Regions from separate parts of the Mus musculus genome. Here region 1 is linked to region 2. The links are chromatin contacts, called in public ChIA-PET maps. All regions are on one chromosome and are shown on one strand. Each heading gives the region's core, a stretch centred on a gene start, on an enhancer-like site or on the middle of the called end of the contact. The rest is flanking DNA. Distances are from core to core; before and after follow the strand shown.

Region 1 (5,787 bases), core at 1,369-3,868, 220 kb before region 2:
TACATGAAACCATGATTTTAAAAAACAATGTACTCTGTCCCTTTAAAGTACGAAGACCTCAGAGACTATATTGGCCACCTCTGTGGCCTGACAATTTTGCTCAGAAGGTAGATAGCACAGAGTGGACATCCTGTCCAGTCTGCTCCATCCCTGAACTGAACAGGTGTCAAGAACTCAGAAGGAAATCTGATTAAGAAGTAGTTTTGCCATCCTCGGAAGGCATTCTCACAAGGATTCTATTTTTTTATTGAACTATCACCCAACTATTAAAAATTAAAACATTCTAGGGCCAGATATGGTGACATACAACTTTAATCTCAGCAGGCAGAAGCAGGTGGAATTCTGTGAGTTCAAGGCTATCCTGGTCAACATAGTGCTATCCAGGACAGCCAGAGCTATAGAGAGATACCCTGTCTCAACAAACAAACAAACAAACGAATAAAAACCAAACCAGACCAAAAGAACACAATACCAGGGAAAAACCCCAAACAACAACAAAACAAAACCCAGAAATCAAACAAAGAGCTTACAACATTTAAAATGCTGGTCTAGATTATAAAACATAATTTTCAAAGATTATGTTGAAGCCTTTAATCCTCTATATAAAAGTCAAAAACATTTAAGAGGTATATTAGAAACTTCTTCTCCATGAGGTCCCACTGACTAGCTCCCATGGGAGCTACCTGAACTTTCCATAGTTGACTTGCAAGATGGAGAGGTAAGGAACAGAAGGAGGTGTAAATCTTGCTTGTTTGCTACCAAGGTAGCAAACCCTTTAGTGGTGGGCACTCAGGTGTCTGCTGTGCCATTGTCAATCCTTTTCAGAATGTTTCAAAGCTTTTTTCTCAGCTAGCACGGTGACACACATCCCCAATCCTGGCACTCAGGAAGTTGGGACAGGAGGATGGTGAGTTGAGGTCGGCCTGGGCGGTGTAAGGCGATCCTGTCCCAAGCAAACAAGAATAAGGAAGGAAAGTAGAGTTTGGCAGATCAAGTTATAGTTTAAACTACGAAATGCATGTGTGCCACCACACTCTGCTAATTACAGCCTTTCTTTCTTTCTTTTTTTAGTATCTAATTATTTTTTATTAGATGTTTTCTTCATTTACATTTCAAATGCTAGCCCCTTTCCTAGTTTCCTCTCCGAAAATCCCCTATACCCTAACCCCAATTACAGCCTTTCTATGTGTTTTCTTATATACACATATAACATAGAGAAGGTATATAGTACATGTGTGCATAAAGAGAGAGAAGGTGCCTGGAGAGGTAGAGGGCAGAGATGGAGAAGTTTTCATGTAGCCCAGGCTGGCCCCTAACTTTTTTTTTTTTTTTGGTTTTTCGAGACAGGGTTTCTCTGTATAGCCCTGGCTGTCCTGGAACTCACTTTGTAGACCAGGTTGGCCTCAAACTCAGAAATCCGCCTGCCTCTGTCTCCTGAGTGCTGGGATTAACATCACCACGCCCGGCCCCTAACTTCTTATACAGCTGAGGATAGCCTTGAACTCCTGACCCTTCTGCCTGTACCTGCCAAGTGGCAGAATAGCAGTGTGTGTCACTGTGCTGCACCCATATCCTTATTAATAATAAAGCAGCTAACATTTATTGATGTTCAGTATGTTGGATACCAAAGGTACCATTGATCAATGTACTGGGCATATGGAAGATGTCTTGCATGGCTGAGTAGATGTGACTGTTCCTGGGAATCCACAAAGCCAAGGCTACTGTCTCCATGTTCCAGGTCTGATCTGGCTCCTGGCTAACTTGAACTAGGGTGGCTCTGGAACTCAAACCTTTTCCCTCTCAGTCTGTCTCCAGAACACAATGGGCCCTGTGTCTCCTGACCTTGGCCTCCATGTTCCCTCCTTGGCTGAGCCATGGTCCCCTGTGCCTATTGTCTTCAATCCACCTATCTGATGGCGATAGAGCAGTTCCTTTGATTTCAACTTCATTTCTGGAACATAATGCCAGGTCTTTTCCCTCAGAGAGGCTCTTCCCCACCCTGTCCACCCCTGGGTCTGTTAACAGCGAGCTTCACTATTTATTCTGACTGGTGAGCAGTGGAGATTAGCTTTGTTAGCCTAGTTAGGGCTATGCGTCTACTGTCTACTCTAGGGTCATAACAACAAGGCTTGCTGATAACTTGCAACAGTTTATGGTGAAAACATAGCCACACCTAGGAAGATTAATCAACAGCCTACCTAGGAAGAGTAATCAATAGCTAACTCTATAAGCTTCCCTTTCATAAGAAGTGTATGAAACAGGCAAGAGTGGCTGTTCACTCATTTTGCAAATAGAGGCACAGGAAAGGGATGTGGGTTGCTCTGGGCCACTGAGTTGGTCAGAGCCTAAACCCTGGGATCTCCCTATACATGGCCACCTCCATTCATGAAAAAAGCCATCCTGGCCACAGCCTGGAATGGCACAGCCACTTGGTGTCCTAAAAAGGAACCCAGGCATACACTGGCACACAGACCTACATGGCTGCCGAGTGGGAGGTTACACACGCTAGACTGTGTCATGGGGGGGGGGGTTCCCTGTATAAACAGTGAGCTCGAAGCTTCACAGGGCCAGTGCCAGCCATTTCCCCCTCACACCTGTGCAGTGTGATAAAGAAAGTGGAATTTGCCCACAGCTGTGGTCTAACCAGATAAAACTTTTAGGCGGGAAGTGACAAGCAAACTTGAATGTGTGTGTCTGTGGCTTTTTTTTTTCTTCATCTTCTTTTGAAGTGTTGGTCTTGATATTTTCAAAAAGCTTTTAGGCTGCTTGTGAAGTCAAAGCCAATACCAAGAAGGCATCGTGGCAAGATGGACATGGGGAAGGGCCGACCTCGTCTGAAGCTCCCCCAGATGCCTGAAGCTCACCCACAGAAGTCCTGTGCTCCAGGTAAGGAGTGGGGGCTGCTGGGGAGATTTACTTTTTTAGTCGTTTGGGTCCTGGTCAGACGAAAGGGGCAACGGGCTGCATCCATGGGAAGATGGGCCTGACGCACTGAGCTGCGTAACAGTCTAGAGAAACACAAGGGGCAATAAAGAAATTGTTAGTAAGAAATTCTCTGAAATGGGAAACAGTGGAGACACCCAGGGCTGAGCAGCTGTGGCAAGAGGGGTCCTGCTCCTCCCGGCCTGAGACACTGGGAAGGATGTGGCAACAGGGATCTCCACTAGGGTCTGACATGTCCAAATGCTTACTCTTTTGGCTTCTAATTTACCTTAAGGTCTATTCTAAAGTAACATTTCTCAAAATGCTATGTGGAACCCTGGGCTCTGAATTATCCTAGGGCACAGTTTGAAAACTTTTAGCTTCTAGTGAACCTATGGACTTTTTCTTGGAATAAAAAAAGCTTAAATACACAGGATCACAAAGGCCATCGTTTTATTAAGATAGTTATCGACACTGTTAAAAATCGTGATATAGCGATATATGTGTTTATTTAAAGGTGTGTTAAGTCATGTCATACATAGTATCAAATCCAAAGAATCAGTATCTGCAAGCGATCACATGGAAGCTACATGCAAGAATTGCAGTGTCGTGTAGGAAAAAATTTCCTGTCATTTCTTTGAGTGATAAAGTGACACACTGCTAAAACCACTTTTTACTCACATCCGCACTTTGAAGAAAATATAAACTTAACTAGAGGTTGGTAAAAATATAATTTTTATCCATCAAAAATCCCTGAGCTGGGAATATAGCTCGGTAGCATAATGCTTGCCTAGTATGTGTGAGGGCCTAGGTTAAATTCCCAGCACTCTCAGAGAAGAAAGGAAGGAAGGAAGGAAGGAAGGAAGGAAGGAAGGAAGGAAGGAAGGAAGAAGGAAAGAAGGAGGGAGGTAGGGAGAGAGAGAGAGAGAGAGAGAGAGAGAGAGAGAGAGAGAGAGAGAGAGAGAGAGAGAGAAAGGAGAGAAGAGAGAAAGAAAGGGAACTGATGCCCTAAGAGTAAGAGTCCTGGTCCCAGGGCACTCCCTCCCTCTCCAGCCTCCCAAAAACATTTTAAACACAATCCTAAGGGCAGAATCTGATAGTAAAAGCATTAAAAGGGCTGGAGAGATGGCTCAGTGGTTAAGAGCACTGACAGCTCTTCCAGAGGTCCTGAGTTCAAGTCCCAGCAACCACATGGTGGCTCACAACCATCTGTAATGGGATCTGATGCTCTCTTCTGGTGTGTCTGAAGACAGCTACGGTGTACTCATATAAATAAAAATAAATAAGTAAATAAAAGCATAACTAGAGCAAGGTGGGATGCCTCTAATCCCAGCATCTAGAGTATTAGGTTAAGGAATTCAAGGTCAGTCAGGGATGCACCAGAGGGAGACCCTGTCTACCATTCCTCTCTCCAAAAGAATAAAATCAGTTACGTAAATATGCTTATTTTAGTTGGATATTATTAATAATAATTGGCCTTTTAAGACAGGGTTTCTCCGAGTAGCCCTGGATGTTCTGGAACTCACTCTGTAGACCAGACTAGCCTTGAACTCAGAGATCCTCCTGCCTCTGTCTCCTGAGTGCTGGGATTAAAGTATACTCCATCATGCTGGGCTGAGTTGATATTATTACAGTAAGGAAAACCAACACGTGGTGACATTCTGTATGCTTCCCGTGAGTGGGCTGAGTGGCCAGAGAATATGTCACCTAGTTTAAGCACCGTGTAACAGGAAAATTACAGTGTTGAAGGCTGTGTCAAGGTACTATTTTTGACCTAATGTTGGGTTAATAAAAGATAAAGTCTTGGCATGCTATCATCACTACACTGTGTAATATGAGGCCTGGATTGAGACAGCGAATGCAGTAAAGACAGGTCATTATGCCAAAGATGATAGAATATGGCCTTTTAAAAAGTTACTCATGGGGCTGGTGAGATGGCTCAGCGGTTAAGAGCACTGAATGCTCTTTCAGAGGGCCTGAGTTCAAATCCCAGCAACCACATGGTGGCTTACAACCATCCAAAATGAGATATGATGCCCTCTTCTGGTGTGTCTAAAGACAGCTACAGTGTACTTACATATAATAATAAATAAATCTTTGGGCTGGAGTGAGCGGGACCTGAGCAAGCAGAGGTCCTGAGTTCAATTCCCAGCAACCACATGATAGCTCACAGCCATATGTTCAGCTACAGTGTGCTCACATACATAAAATAAAGAAATACATCTTAAAAAATTGCTCATACAAATATAAATTTATTTTTAAAAAGTCAGTAGGTTGATAGCACACTGCTGTACAAATCTGTGTAGGTCTTGAAGTTTTTCACACTCAAATACTCATAAAATGCCTGCTCCAGCAGGGCAGTGGTGGCGCACACCTTTAATTCCAGCACTTGGGAGGCAGAAGCAGGTGTATCTTTGAGTTCGAGGCCAGCCTGGATTATGGAACAAGTTCCAGGACAGCCAGGGCTACACAAAGCAACCCTATCTCAAAAACAAAAATAAAAACAAACACCCAAAAATTAAAGAAAAAAAAATCTGCCCTCCCTGGGTGTATTGCTGCAGGTCTTTAATCCCAGCACTTTTAACACGGAGACAGGTAGATCTCTGTGAGTCAGTCTACACAAGTTCCAGACCCAGGCTACATACTGAGACTCCTATTTCAAAAACAAAAATCTCTTCCACGTTATTATTATTATTATTACTTTGAAGGCATAAGGATAGTGAAGACATAATCTTTGAACTAAAAAACCCAGGATAGGGTTTCTAAAATTCTGTAGGTAGCTGGAGAGATGGCTCTGTAGGTAGTTAGGAGCACTGGCTGCTCTTCCAGAGGACCTGGGTTCAATTCCCAACAACCCACATGGCA
Region 2 (5,492 bases), core at 2,165-4,664:
TGTTAGTCCTCTGACAGAATAAAGACTTCCCTTTCTCTTGCAGGGCCCGTCATGGAGTTTGATTACACCATCTGTGAAGAATGCGGGAAAGAGTTCATGGACTCGTACCTTATGAACCACTTTGATCTGCCAACGTGTGACAGCTGCAGGTGCTTGCCTTAAACTACTGTTTGGTTTTGTGGTGCTGGAGACTGAGGCGGTCTAGGTAACCCAGCTACTGAGCTACGGCCTCAGCCCACACTGGGCTGCCTCACTGCCTCCCAAGTGGAGATTTCTGGGTCTGCCCTGCGCCTTCCCAAGCTTGCACCTCTGGCTCTTCTCTCTAGGGAATTTTGGTTAAAACGTTAAAGTGGTTTTTAGTTCCTTTTCAAATATGCCTTTACCACGGCTGCAGGTCTCCAGTAGCCCCTGATTACCTCCTCAACGCTTGCCCCCACTTACTGCTGGCGTGTGTGCCGTCCCCTGTCTGCCTGCCCGCAGCTCCTGTACGCCTCCTTCTCTGCTTAGCAGGTTTCTTCCTGGCTTGCTCTGGGCTCTGTTCACCAGTGTCCTCAGCAGAGGCTTCTTCTGGTGACTGTCCTGTCAGGAATCCTTGTCCCTTCAGTGTGCCATATGATCGTAGAGCGTCTTTCCTGTCATTATGTGGGCCGTCTTCTGACTGGGACAGAGCTTCATTAAACAAGGCCCTATTTTATCCACTAAATCATGATGGCTGTCTTCTTATCACCTTGAACAGTGCCTGACATCGGGGTGACAAACGAAGGAAAAGAATTAACCAGTTCACGGCCTTCTGTAAACTTTGGTGTTGCTTCAAGTTCTCACGGTCTCTGTTTTTACTTTGGTTTTGAGCCACCAGAACCCAGCTGTGTTTAGGAAATGGGACCTTGGGATATTTATTTTTTGCCCATCTTTCTGGATCAGGGTCTGTGTACCCCGGGCTGGGCTTGAACTTGCGGTCGGTTCTCTCTCTTTAGCCTCTCAAGTCCTGGGACGATGGCATGGGCCGCTACTTCTGGTGACCTTGTAACTGATTTGTATTTTCTTTCTCCATGAGCCCTTTTTTCATTGTGTCTTCCCTACTCTTATTTCAAGTTCTTTCTGAAATAAGAGGGACTTTAAGAAGATTCTTAATTGTGATATGACTTGAGTCTGAATTTATGACTTTAAACATGAGAACCAAAGGCAGAGACGTCTGTGTGCAGGCCTTGTGGGTGCTGGGCTGTCTGAAAACTCAGCTTAACTGGACATTATATAACATGTATATAATGTTCTTAATCTCTTTCCAGAGATGCTGATGATAAACACAAGCTTATAACCAAGACAGAAGCGAAGCAAGAGTACCTTCTGAAGGACTGTGATCTAGAGAAGAGAGAGCCAGCGCTCAGGTTCCTTGTGAAGAAGAACCCACGCCATTCACAGTGGGGCGATATGAAGCTCTACCTAAAGCTACAGGTGTCTAGTAAGCCGGAGGCTGGGATGTCCGACTGGAGGTGAACTTCCAGCGTAGTCGGCTGGTTGTCACTCACACATTAAAGAGGGCCCTTGTCCTGTCTACGTGTCTATCCCTGCACAGCTGATGACTGCTCAGAGCATCATCTGGCTTTTGCTGTGGCAACTCCGGCATAAGTGCACTGCTCGTGGATGCTGCAGAGAGCATAACTGCACTCTGAAAGGTTTAGAAAAGCTCAGCCCTCCCCTGGCTCTCGGTCGTCTTTTACCAAACAGCAAGAAGAGCGGGCATGGGCATTTCCGCTCCTTCACAGATGCCTGGGCTCTGACTCTTGGGGATATAAGTTGGATGCTGGAGTGTCCCAGTAACTGGTGCAGCGCAGGGCAGATCTCGGCCCCTGCTGTGATCAGGTTACACTGTGCTCCGGCACCTGGGCCTACTGCTTAGAGACACGTGTCCTCCCGTATCTACTCCAGAACGGCTTGACTATGACAGTGTTTGCACCATTATATGAAAATGTGTAGAGACACTGCTTTAGAGCTGTTTGTACAGGAATGTGCTAGAAGTTTCCTCAACTACACATAAAATCAAGCCACATTGAGAAACATACACTGGATTTCATTAAATATGATTATTGATTCAGAAGTTCACCATTCATCTTAAGTGCCATTCAAAATAAATAAAACACGATCCTAATGAAAGCAGCCCAGGGTTTCTTCTCCCTTAGTGCTTTGTTTCAGCCTCCCGTACCCGGCTCAGGTGGCACAGGCAGGGAAATGCCAGGGCACAGACTCTGCTAGCATTGCCTGCCTCTCTTGACCTCATGATTGGATTTTACATGTTCTTTCTTGTTGAATCTTTTCTTCATTTATATTTTCTGAACTTGTATTTCAACTCCTTCTGGAAAAAGTGGGACCTAAAGGGGATCCTTCAACTGTTACATTCCATGGTTTTGCTCCTGGTGTGACTTAATGACATCTGTGAGCTCGACAGTTAGGACTTCCTACTGTACCTCTCTGAACCCCAGCTGACTGGGCTCTTTCCTGTGTTATAGGTGGTAAAGCGGGCTCTTGAAGTGTGGGGTAGCCAGGAAGCTCTGGAAGATGCAAAGGAAGTGAGGCAGGAAAACCGAGAAAAAATGAAGCAGAAGAAGTTTGATAAAAAAGTAAAAGGTAAGTGGCCGGATTTCCTGTCACGGAGATCACAGAGCACAGTCTCTGTAGGTAAGGAGAGGGGCGTGAACGCTGGCCTGCGTGCTTTGGTGTATGAGGCTTGGGTCAACCCTCACGGTACCTCATTAATAAAGGCCATCGTTTTCATGTAAGTCATTTTTGCACAGCAGTGGTGTCTGGTGGGGTAGGGACAGTGGGATTAGGCATCACTCAGATCCTGAGTGGCTGCAGTGTTTAAGATAACAGTAACATAAAATAACAAGACTCCCAATAACCACCTCTCATTGCTTGAAACAAACCATGAACTACGTAGTCATTGGATTTAATAGCTAGAAGGAACAATGGGTATCAGTCCGAATGTCTTTATTTTAATATGACTAATAAACCCAGAAAGATGAGTGGTGTTCCATTGTTGGGACAGTTGTCCGGTTCTCTTCCTGAGTCTTCATATGTATATGTGCATATACATATGTATATGTATTATACATATGCAGAGCCGTTCTTCTGTCTGTGAATCTGTCTCCATGCAGCCCTCCACTCCCTGCTGGTTCTGCCTCTGCATCCGTTGTCCACGTGTGTATCTATGTGTGGATATTTCCATAAGTCTGTCCATCCATGCACACACCTAGTTTTACCATATGCCAAGCACTGTGCTGGGTTGAGTGTCAGGAAGGAAACTTGAGACACTAACCCAGTGTGCTGGGAATGGAGCCACACCAGGGATGAGCAGAGTGTGGCAGGAGCACTCGGGGCTGTAAACAAAATCCCCAAAGAGGAGTCGGCAGGAAGTAACCAGCATGCCTTTCATGTGGCGGCTGTGTGAGTCCCTGTGTGGCGCAGTGTGACTAAGGTAATATGCGCCCTGAATGTAGCTTGGGTTATACTTTACATGATCCATTTCAAACTAGTATTCTAGCCATATTAATTTTTCTTATGATTTTAAAATTTAGAAGAGATTTTGTGGGTGAATGGTGCAGCCCACATGCTTAAACACAAAGAAAGGGGGGGAGGTGCTGTACATGTCTGTAGTCCTAGTACCCAGGAAGCTGAGGCAGGAGGATTGTGAGTTGAAGGCCAGCATGGGCTGTAGAATGAGTCCTTGGCTCAAAACATAAAACCAAAAAACCCCACAACAAAACCTGCCTCCCAAACCTAACTAAACAGTTATAGCTCTGGCTGTCCTGGAGCTCACGCTGTAGACCAGGCTGGCCTCGAACTCAGAAATCCACCTGCCTCTGCCTCCTGAGTGCTGGGATTAAAGGCGTGTGCCAAAACATTTATAGCAAAAATCCAGGCACTCAACTAAGCAACCAAGTCCTTTTCCCTGTGCAGACTCTTGCACATTCTAAACCCAAAATGGTAGCGATGTTGGACACAGACAATCTCAGTGAGACCCCTTTGCACAAGCGACTTAGTTCCTGAGCAGGTCGGAAGCCCACGTGGAAGGCTTAGCTGAGGTGTCCCTCAGGAGACTTCTATAGAAGAGTATGTCGTTAACGTTGTCCAAGCCAGCCACAGCTGTGTCCCAGCATTCAGATGCCAGCAAAGACCCACTGACAAGAGTTCTCCCCTCTTCTGTTTAGCACGAGCCCCTCCCTCTGACAGCAGAGCTTCTATTACAGGATAGAGCCGTAAAAAAGCAGATTAAGGAAGGGCTGTGAAAGGTGGTCTCCAGACTAGTAGTCTGCTCTGGGTGCAGGTGCACACATCTGTGTTGCACATGTGGAAGCCAGAGGCCGTAAGGCTAAGGTTAATGCCTTTGTAATCGGATCTTTTCACTGAACCTAAAGCTGGCCGTTGGGTGGCTGGCCTGTGAGCTACCAGCATCCAGGATTCCTGTGTCCTGTGTCCCCCTCCCATCTCCTGGTGCTGAGGTTGCAGCCAGCTGAGCAGCATACTGTTTTGTTTGGCGTTCCCCCTGCCCCCTCTTTTTTGGTTGGGGGAGGGATTCAAACTTGGTTCCTCATCCTGGCACTTCTGCCCTCTGAGCTGGTTTTCTCAGGTCATGGTAGTGCAAGCCATCTCTGGAGCTCAGGTCCAGGGTTTTAACTACTACTAGAAATCAACTGGACCCTTCCCTCAGATAATACGCTGGTGAAGATGATGAAATGTGGACAAAAGAGTAAGCATTAACTAGAAATTAGTATTGTAAAGTGGGGAGGAACACTATCTGTAACTTTCCCTTAGATACCAATTCTGTGGTCTGGTCAACAGGTCATATAAACATTTTGATACACTTTTCTTGCCTTTTTAATACAACTCTATTAGGATTTGTACAAATTTTCTACAATTTTCAAAATACGAACTGAGTTGGCATTTACTTTTTGATCACTGTATTAGACAAGCTTTATGGATTTTCCTTATTCCTGAGTCCCAGTGACACGGAGGCCTTTTTGAAGATTGATGTCTTTTGAGTTCATTTCTTGTTTGAGTGAAACATGCTTTTCAAGAATATGTTTGAGCTGGGCAGTGGTGGCGCACGCCTTTAGTCCCAGCACTTGGGAGGCAGAGGCAGGCGGATTTCTGAGTTTCAGGACAGCCAGAGCTACGCAGAGAAACCCTGTCTCGAGAAAAAAAAAAAAAGAAAATGTTAGAGGTGGCTTCGAGAGTGAGTGCCTGCCATTACCTGCTTCTGCTGATGAGCCCGTGAGTTCTGGGTGCTCGGTGTGCAGTGTGCCGCCAACTTTAACTGTGGTTCTTGTTGATTCGTTCACTCTAGCACTTGGTGGATATGTTCCTGTCCTGACTAGGCCACAGAGGGCTGAGTGGAGTAGACTGTAGAGTAGAAACGAGGAGCTCAGAACAGAGAGGAGACAAAGCAAGTCTAAAGGCTTTTAGTTGGAAAGAATTGGGACATGGTTCCTCTTGAT

Evidence for each region. ChIA-PET counts read pairs in DNA pulled down with a chosen protein or histone mark.
Region 1: an RNA polymerase II ChIA-PET map of memory CD8 T cells shows a contact between it and region 2, with 7 read pairs. The contact joins the promoter of Hemgn here to the enhancer-like site in region 2. A contact is called at or near these places in 4 of 39 promoter capture datasets (the HPC-7 cell line, erythroid cells, macrophages and 1 more), 2 of 484 Hi-C or Micro-C datasets (cerebral cortex and muscle stem cells), 1 of 115 datasets of contacts at active chromatin or transcription factors (memory CD8 T cells) and 2 of 9 other capture datasets (liver and pancreatic islet).

What each region holds. Positions count from the first base shown.
Region 1 is chr4:46,401,014-46,406,800 of GRCm38.p6, reverse strand. It overlaps Hemgn (hemogen), which reads left to right and starts at 2,618. Exons shown (of 4, transcript NM_053149.2): 1 at 2,618-2,886. The coding sequence starts at 2,808.
Region 2 is chr4:46,180,248-46,185,739 of GRCm38.p6, reverse strand. It overlaps Xpa (xeroderma pigmentosum, complementation group A), which reads left to right. Exons shown (of 6, transcript NM_011728.2): 3 at 44-149; 4 at 1,287-1,452; 5 at 2,505-2,622. Among named protein-coding and RNA genes, the nearest start is that of Xpa, 13 kb to the left of the region's middle. Within about 2 kb of position 3,414, at least 16 of the 459 cell types and tissues checked have an H3K27ac peak or open chromatin away from gene starts, as enhancers often do. A contact at or near this core is called in memory CD8 T cells, where this site is marked.